2 separate regions of the Manis pentadactyla genome follow, and region 1 is linked to region 2. The links are chromatin contacts, called in public Hi-C maps. All regions are on one chromosome and are shown on one strand. Each heading gives the region's core, a stretch centred on a gene start, on an enhancer-like site or on the middle of the called end of the contact. The rest is flanking DNA. Distances are from core to core; before and after follow the strand shown.

Region 1 (3,454 bases), core at 647-3,146, 230 kb before region 2:
TTAAGTCACAGACCTCAGGGGAAGATCCTGTTCTTTTCAAACAACTTCTGAGCCAACCCTCATCCCACCCTGAGGTTGCACCTGAGTTGGGTAGTTGACAAACTGTAGCGCTGAGTTGCTGGAGACCATGGCACCCAAATAGGAGACAGAACAGGCAGCATAGAGCCAGCTCCGCGTACGGTCCACCCTGGCAGTGTCAAAAAACTGGATCACTGAGAGAAGACAAAACAAAAAAGTAAAACAAACAAACAAACAAACAAAAAACTCCAAGAGAAGCCTGGTGGGCCTAAGATGGACCACTGAGTAAAAAGTCAAAGCCATATGAAAGGAACTTGTCTGTCAGAGCAGATGAGAAGCACACGTTATTTCTGTCCTCTAAGACTATTCAATTCTCCAATCCCACCTAAGTCTAACACAAGACCACATAATGGGCAGGGGAGTGGGGCTCCTTCAATTCAAAGGACTAGTTACCCCTGCTGCTAGTTCCCAAGGAACAAAGAAAGATCAAAACATGCTTGAAGCCGACACATAAAGGAAAATCAAAAGAACAGAGAAAAAAAATTAACTATTCTCAGTAGGCATCTGGAACAAGAAGACCCATTCTCTGTACGTTTCTCACTCAGAAGTTGGTCTTATTTAAGAAAATGGATTTTTAGACTGAACAGAGACTGTGTAAAGGGGGTGGGGTCTCGAGAGTCAGACCTAACAGTTGGATCACTGCCTAATGTCCAAGATACAAAGGGGAGGTGGGCACACAACATTACTATACAGGTACTCACAGATCTTGGCAAACACAGCATTGATCACACACTGGATGAAGACCAAAGTTAAGGCAAAAGTGAATGTCTCCTGCTTGGCTCCCTCCCCATACCTTCCTCTTGTTCTAAGAAAGAAAAGTGTGAGAAAGAAAGGGGAGGAATTAGTATATTTCCCTCAGTGTCATCATTCAGAGCCACTGAATGCTTTGAAAATATCTTGCCACCCTGGATGTAAGAAGAGTTTGGTAAGGATCAGTGGGCTTATTTACAAAAGGGGCTAGTTTTATCGGATCTAGAAACTAGACAGCCCAGCCTGCTGATCCCGTTGCTTAGGGAAAAGTATTGGTAAAGGATAGAGCAAGAGGTAACGTGGAAAGAGGATGGTGAAACGAGGTACCCCAGGAAGGAGATGAAGGGGCTTGGGCTACATACAGCAGCAATGCCGTGGGTAGGAACATTAGCTGTCTAAAAGCATCTGGGATGCTCCTCCTTCCGAAGAGGAGCCGACACAGGTCATGGAAACCTCAGCCTGTAAAACCCTTAGAGTTAACAAGGGAAAAGCAATCAAGGGAAGAAAAATAACCAAGTCTCATGATTCCGAGACTACCTTGGGCATTCTGGAAATCTGGGTTAGCTCAGCCGCAGCTGCAAGAGGGCAAGAGGCAAACAGGGGACAGGGGTGGGAGGAAGGCGAACCCGGCCACAGGAAGAAAAGGAGACGGGATAGCGGGGGATGTGTGCGGTCTGGCCCCGGGGATCTGGCTCACATCTTTTCCTGCAGGATCCCATAGTAGAAATAGCATACAAAGACGCCGAGGAAGCAGAGCGGCAGGCGCAGCCGGTCGGGCACCAAGGAGCTGCTAGCAGCCATGAGACGCCCGGACGACCCGACCGGAGACCCGCTCACAGCCGGGAACAGCGGCGGCGGCGGCGGCAGCTCCACACGGACATCGCCGACCGGCGACAGGGACCTCATAGGAACTGCATGCGACAGCCGCTCAGCAGGGCCTAGCAGCCACCACCAGAACTGCCAGCTCACGGTCGCAGAGAGAGAAACTCCTCAGAACCGAACAACCGCTTCCCAGGAAAGGAGATCCACCCTGGGTCATTGGCTTCGTCCCTGTTGGCCAGAACAGCCAGCTGCCCCGAGATTTATGCCTTGCCCTGGAGATATTCCGATCAGGCAACTCTAAGGACAACTGCGACCCAGAGTTCGACGGGATGGCCTAGGAGAAAAGCTGGCGTGGCATGATGACGTATGAGGATGTGGAGGTCACCAATTGGTTGCGCTGCGCGAAGACAGGTGAGCGGGAGGGAGGAGGTGCAGCCTACGGGGCAAATAGAAAAGTCTTTTTCGCTGCGGGCGGTCAGGCTTCCGCTTGGAACCTTGGCGCCCTCTAGCTGCTGCCCAGCGTCCGAGGCTCTACCCCTTCTAGCAGAGGAGCGTTCCTCTTCCTAGGGAACGTCACTAGGCTTCCAAGGGCGGCAGGGCTCTTGTCCCAGCTCTGTCACTTAAAGGCAGGGTAACCTACGCCTGTCATCTGAATTGAGAGCCACAGTTTTCCCAGTCTGTAAACTAGGGATAACTAGTAATAGCCACCTTGTCACCTTTTGACTTCTGAGGATCAAATGAGCTGGGGTTTGTGAAAGTGTTTTATAAAACTGTATAGTGCGCTGTGCAAGTTTAAGGTATTATTAGTCATTACCCTTTCTCGACTCTGATCTTATTTCCTCACATCCTGGAGGTGGAAATGGAAGTTTACTTAAGTGAATTTTCTTCACGGTATTACAACTCAGCACAAACCCTCACACTGCCTTCCCATTAAGCTCCTTGTCAGGCTCTTCCCTCACCCGTGTTAGTAGGCCACTATGTGCTAGCACCCAGAGCTAGGGCAAGAACGACCCCAGCGTTTTCCACTGCCACCCCCAAACTCTCACTTAATCACCCGACTCTGGACTGCTTGCTCTCTGGGTAGGGGCTCCTTCTCCCCTTGCAGCAGCCTGCTCCTTTGGCACAGCCTCAGGCAGAGGAAGGAAACTCGGGGCAGCACCACACCCATCACTCCGGGCCTGACTCACTAAGGTTTGGGGGTAGGCCAGACATCTTTCAGGGGGAGGGGTAAGAGATCAAAGATAGGGTCTGTCCTCAAGACCTTCTCCTTTCTCTTAGCATGGGAGGGGGACCCCACATATTTGCTCTCTTGCCTAGTGGCTTAGTCCACTGAATCAGCCCGTGATTCCAGGGCACCCAGCAGCAGCTAGGGTTCCCGTCCCAGCTCTGCCTCTTCCAACAACTCACTTGACCTGAGTCGGTTCCTCATCTGAAATTAATGCGAACAAGTGGGAGAGTGCTGAGATTAGAAGCATGGGCACTGGACTGAAATGACAGGGTTCTCAATCCTAGCTCCCCCACTTGCATGTGTGTTTTTGGGGTAAAGTCATTTTATCTATCCTTCCCTCATTAACACAGTGGGACTTATCACATTTCTCTCACTATTACTGGGCTGTTGTGATATTTCAATGACATTTTGTGTAAAGCACTTAAGGGTATCTGATGCTTAGCAAGCCAATGAATGGCAGGTAGTTAGGACAGCCTGGTTTAGGAGTTTATCTGGAGGTCTAATGAGATAGGTAACAACTGTTACTGTGACTGCCCCTGGGGTAGTCAAATTTTCACCCTTACAATGGGGACAATG
Region 2 (3,499 bases), core at 486-2,985:
TTCACGGACACTGCGGACGACGCACCGGGCGGGGGGCGGCTCAGCCTCGGCCTGCGGCCCCCTGCGGCCCTGCGGGACGCCCCACCTTCCGGCCCACCGACTCGCCCCGGGATTTTCCGGCGGCGCGCCCTGCCGCCTGCGCCCCAGGAGGGAGCCGCGGGGACAGAGCTGACCGGCGGCCGCCCACTCCACGGCGCTCCCCGCTCCCAGCTCCGCGCCCGGCACCCGGAGCGCCGTCCCCGGCGCCAGCGCCGCCCGAGCGACGTCGGCTGCGGCTTCGCTCGCGACGCCCTCCCGGCTCGCCTCCCAGCCCCGCAGCCCCTCGCCTGCCTGCTGTCCGCGCCTGCTCCCCTCCGCCTTGCCCTCAGTCTCCTCTCTTGCTCTTTCCCATCTGTTTCCGCGCCTTTTTTTTTTGAGTTTTTAATTTTAGAATAGTTTTAGATTTTTAGAAGTTGCAAGCATAGCACAGACTCCCTCCCTCCCTCCTTCCTTCCTTCCTTCCTTCCTTCCTTCGTTTCTTTCTTTTTCTTCCTTTTTCTCTTTTTCGCATTCTTTCTCTTTCTCTCTTCTTTTTGTTCTTTCCTGCCTCCTTTCTTCTTTCTTTCTCTCCCTTCTTTCTTTCTTTCCTCTGGCCCTTTCTTCTGCCCTTTCTCTCACTTTGGGTCTCAACATGTCTCTTTTGCTGTCTCCACGTTTCTCTTTTTCAGCTTCTCCGCTTCTCAGTCCCTGCTTTCCCCCGTTTCCCCGTGGCTGGGGGGCCTTTCCTCATGTCCTCCCCTCCGCTCTTCTCAGCCTGTATCCAGGGTCCCTGGAGCTTCCAGTGAACCTCGCTGCCCACCCCCGAACCCTCTGCAGCCCAATGGTCGACGGCCTGCTCAAGTGCCTGCAAAAGCACCTCGCTTAGGAGGTCACCTGGCAGTCCAGCCTTGCCCTTCCTCCCCTTGCCCACGCCGATCCTCACCCGAGACCGCGGTGCACAGTGCGCCCCACGCCCCAAACGCGCGCAGTCTCGGGACTGGAAGGTCGTCTGACCCCTCTGGGGGCATCTAGCACACCTCTAACTTGAGACAGTCCATTTCTTACTCTTGACACTTCCCCAGATTTCCGCTTCAATTCCCTGTCTTTCTCTCCCTCCGGAACTTTCCAGTGTCCCCCACCGTCCCGCGACCCAGTGGTCCTCACCTGGGTCCTGGGGGGGCAGCGGCTGCTCCCGGTACGCCCCGTATTGCCGGTAGGAGGCTCCGTAGGTATATTCCGACTTGGGCGAGTAAGCGCCTGTGCCTGCAAGCCCGTTGAGATTGAACTGGTGGTGGTAGGTGTAGGGGTTCACGGTCTGGCCGTAGGGCTGGCCCGAGTAGTAGTCATGCTGGGGAGCACTGTAGTAGCCCAGGTCAGTGACGGAAGACTCAGGCAGGGTGGGCGAGTCCTTGGAGCCCGCATGGCAGCTAAGCGAGCTGGAGATATCGGTGAGGATGCTGCTGAGTTTGCGATCGAAGGAGCCACTCATCCTGGCGGGCGCCGCGCCTCCCCGGGGCTGGCCCGGGCCGCTGGGCGCTGGAGCAGACAGGAGCGCGGGGGAGGCGGAGGACGAGGGGCGTGTGTGTGTCCGGAGGCCAGGGGAGGGTCCCGCAGAATCTCAGGAGAGGGCAGGCCGAGGGGCGCTTAGACCATCGCCGGCCTCCCGGCGGTCGCCCTCTCGTCGCGTCCCAAGCCACAGTTAAATGCTGCCAGCTCCGCCCGGCCAGCCGGTTATAGACTCAATAGTGGAGTCGCGGAGGGAGGCTCCAGCACTCTGATTGGCTGCAAGTCCTGCCTTCGAGGCAAAACATGCTCTAGCGCTCTTTCGTTCTCTCTCTCTCTCTCTCCCCCGTTCTTTGTTGTTACCCAACACACACACACACACACACACACACACACACACACACACACACACACACACCTGTTCTTCTTCCTCCTGTGGCTCCCTCCCCCAGCCCAGATAAACCCCCACTGTCTTGAAGAAAGGAGTGGGAGAGCTTGTCACTGCGGAGCCCTGGGGGCTATAGTCTGTCTCCTGGCTGGGGGTGGAAGGTGGGCTCAGGTGCTACGGAGAAGGAGGTGAATTTGCCCATTAGTGTTTGTGGAGGGAGGTGGTCCAAGGTGTGTATGTGTGTATGTGTGTGTGCGCACGCTGTGCAAGTGACAGGCAGACAAATGGGCCTAAAGCGGGAAGGACCTAGGGCACATGAACATGTTTTAATTTCCTTTAAAATAAAAAAAGAAAAGAAATGTCTAGGCTGAAGAAACTGTTTGAAAATATGATATTAATATATTGTTTTTATAACAATGCAGTTATAAAATGCAATTTTAAAAAATTTTATGGGGAAAGAAATCTATCAGGCAAAAGATCCTTGGGCCTTTGAAAGTTGTAATTGGGCTTTCAGAGGGGGCAGGTATGTGTGGATTTGGGGGCTTATGGAGAGGAGGTGCACAGACCTGTCTGTGGTGACATTAGAGTTATCTCAAAACTACGTGTATGCAGTTTCAGAGATTGTCCAGGCTTGCTGGAAGCAGCAGGGGACCTAGGGTCCCGTGAGGCACAAACAGGCTGCCTGTCTGAGTGCTTCAGTAAGGTTGGGGCAGATTTTGTGCACTTGGGACAGCACTGGGGAAGTGTGGCCACTTTTAGAGATCAGGTGTTTGGGATGGGTATACTTGGGGTATGCGGCGTAAGGATTCCATGTCTTCCACAGGGTACAGAGAGATACAAGAGTGCAAGAATATGTGTGTGAGTTAAGTGTAGCAGTGTGTGTGTGGTGTATGTAAGCAGTGTGAGTAGAGGGCCTGGACCTGGTGTCTGTGTGTGAATGTGTGCTTGTATGACGATGGACATCAAGCTCTCAGGACCCTTCCAGTCCCCAGTGCCTGGGAACCATCATGCCCCACTGAACCCTGTTGGGCCAGGCTTCCCTCCCCGGAGACCCCCAGCTCCTAGTCCTAGCCAGCCCATCCACGTTTGCTTAATCCGAGACTGTTTCGCCATTTCACCCCCAGTTCTGCTCTCTACCTCTATTTGGGGTTGGGAGGGAGGGAGAGCTCCTCCCGATCTGTTTCTAGCCCATACAACCTTTCCGCAGGGCTGCGGGGTCAGTTCTCCTGTCCCCTTCCCCTGCCTGGACGCTGCAGGACACGCAGTGCCAGCGTGCCACCTAGTGGTCACTTCTGGGACCTGCATCCTCCCCAAGTCTCGCCCAGTCCCGGGAAAGGGTCTCCTTTGTAGACTCCGTTTGGCAGAGAAGTGTGCGGGGAGCTCCGTGCCCCTTGCCAAAGTCAAATCCCCAGGGTATGCTACCAGGGGCTTGAGAGCTGCAGTTGGAAGAGACAGAGGGCAAAAGTCAGTGGGCGGAGGAGCAGGAGGGTCAGACAGGTAGGAGAGGCTCCGGAGAGGCTGAAGCGTGGGAAAGGTGGGGGCGGGGGCCTGGCGAAGGGAGCTTTATCTGCCTATCTCCGCGTCCCCTCA

What was found. Hi-C and Micro-C count contacts between places; a contact is called where the count stands out from the background.
Region 1: a contact with region 2 is called in a Hi-C map of skin fibroblasts, with 5 times the contacts expected there. The contact joins the promoter of SLC35B1 here to the promoter of DLX3 in region 2. A contact is called at or near these places in 2 of 3 Hi-C or Micro-C datasets (fibroblasts and skin fibroblasts).

The regions. Positions count from the first base shown.
Region 1 is chr4:165,803,015-165,806,468 of mManPen7.hap1, reverse strand. SLC35B1 (solute carrier family 35 member B1) reads right to left here and starts at 1,896. Exons shown (of 8, transcript XM_036879801.2): 1 at 1,526-1,896; 2 at 82-187. The coding sequence starts at 1,734.
Region 2 is chr4:165,569,314-165,572,812 of mManPen7.hap1, reverse strand. DLX3 (distal-less homeobox 3) reads right to left here and starts at 1,735. Exons shown (of 3, transcript XM_036879850.2): 1 at 1,183-1,735; 2 at 1-10. The coding sequence starts at 1,507.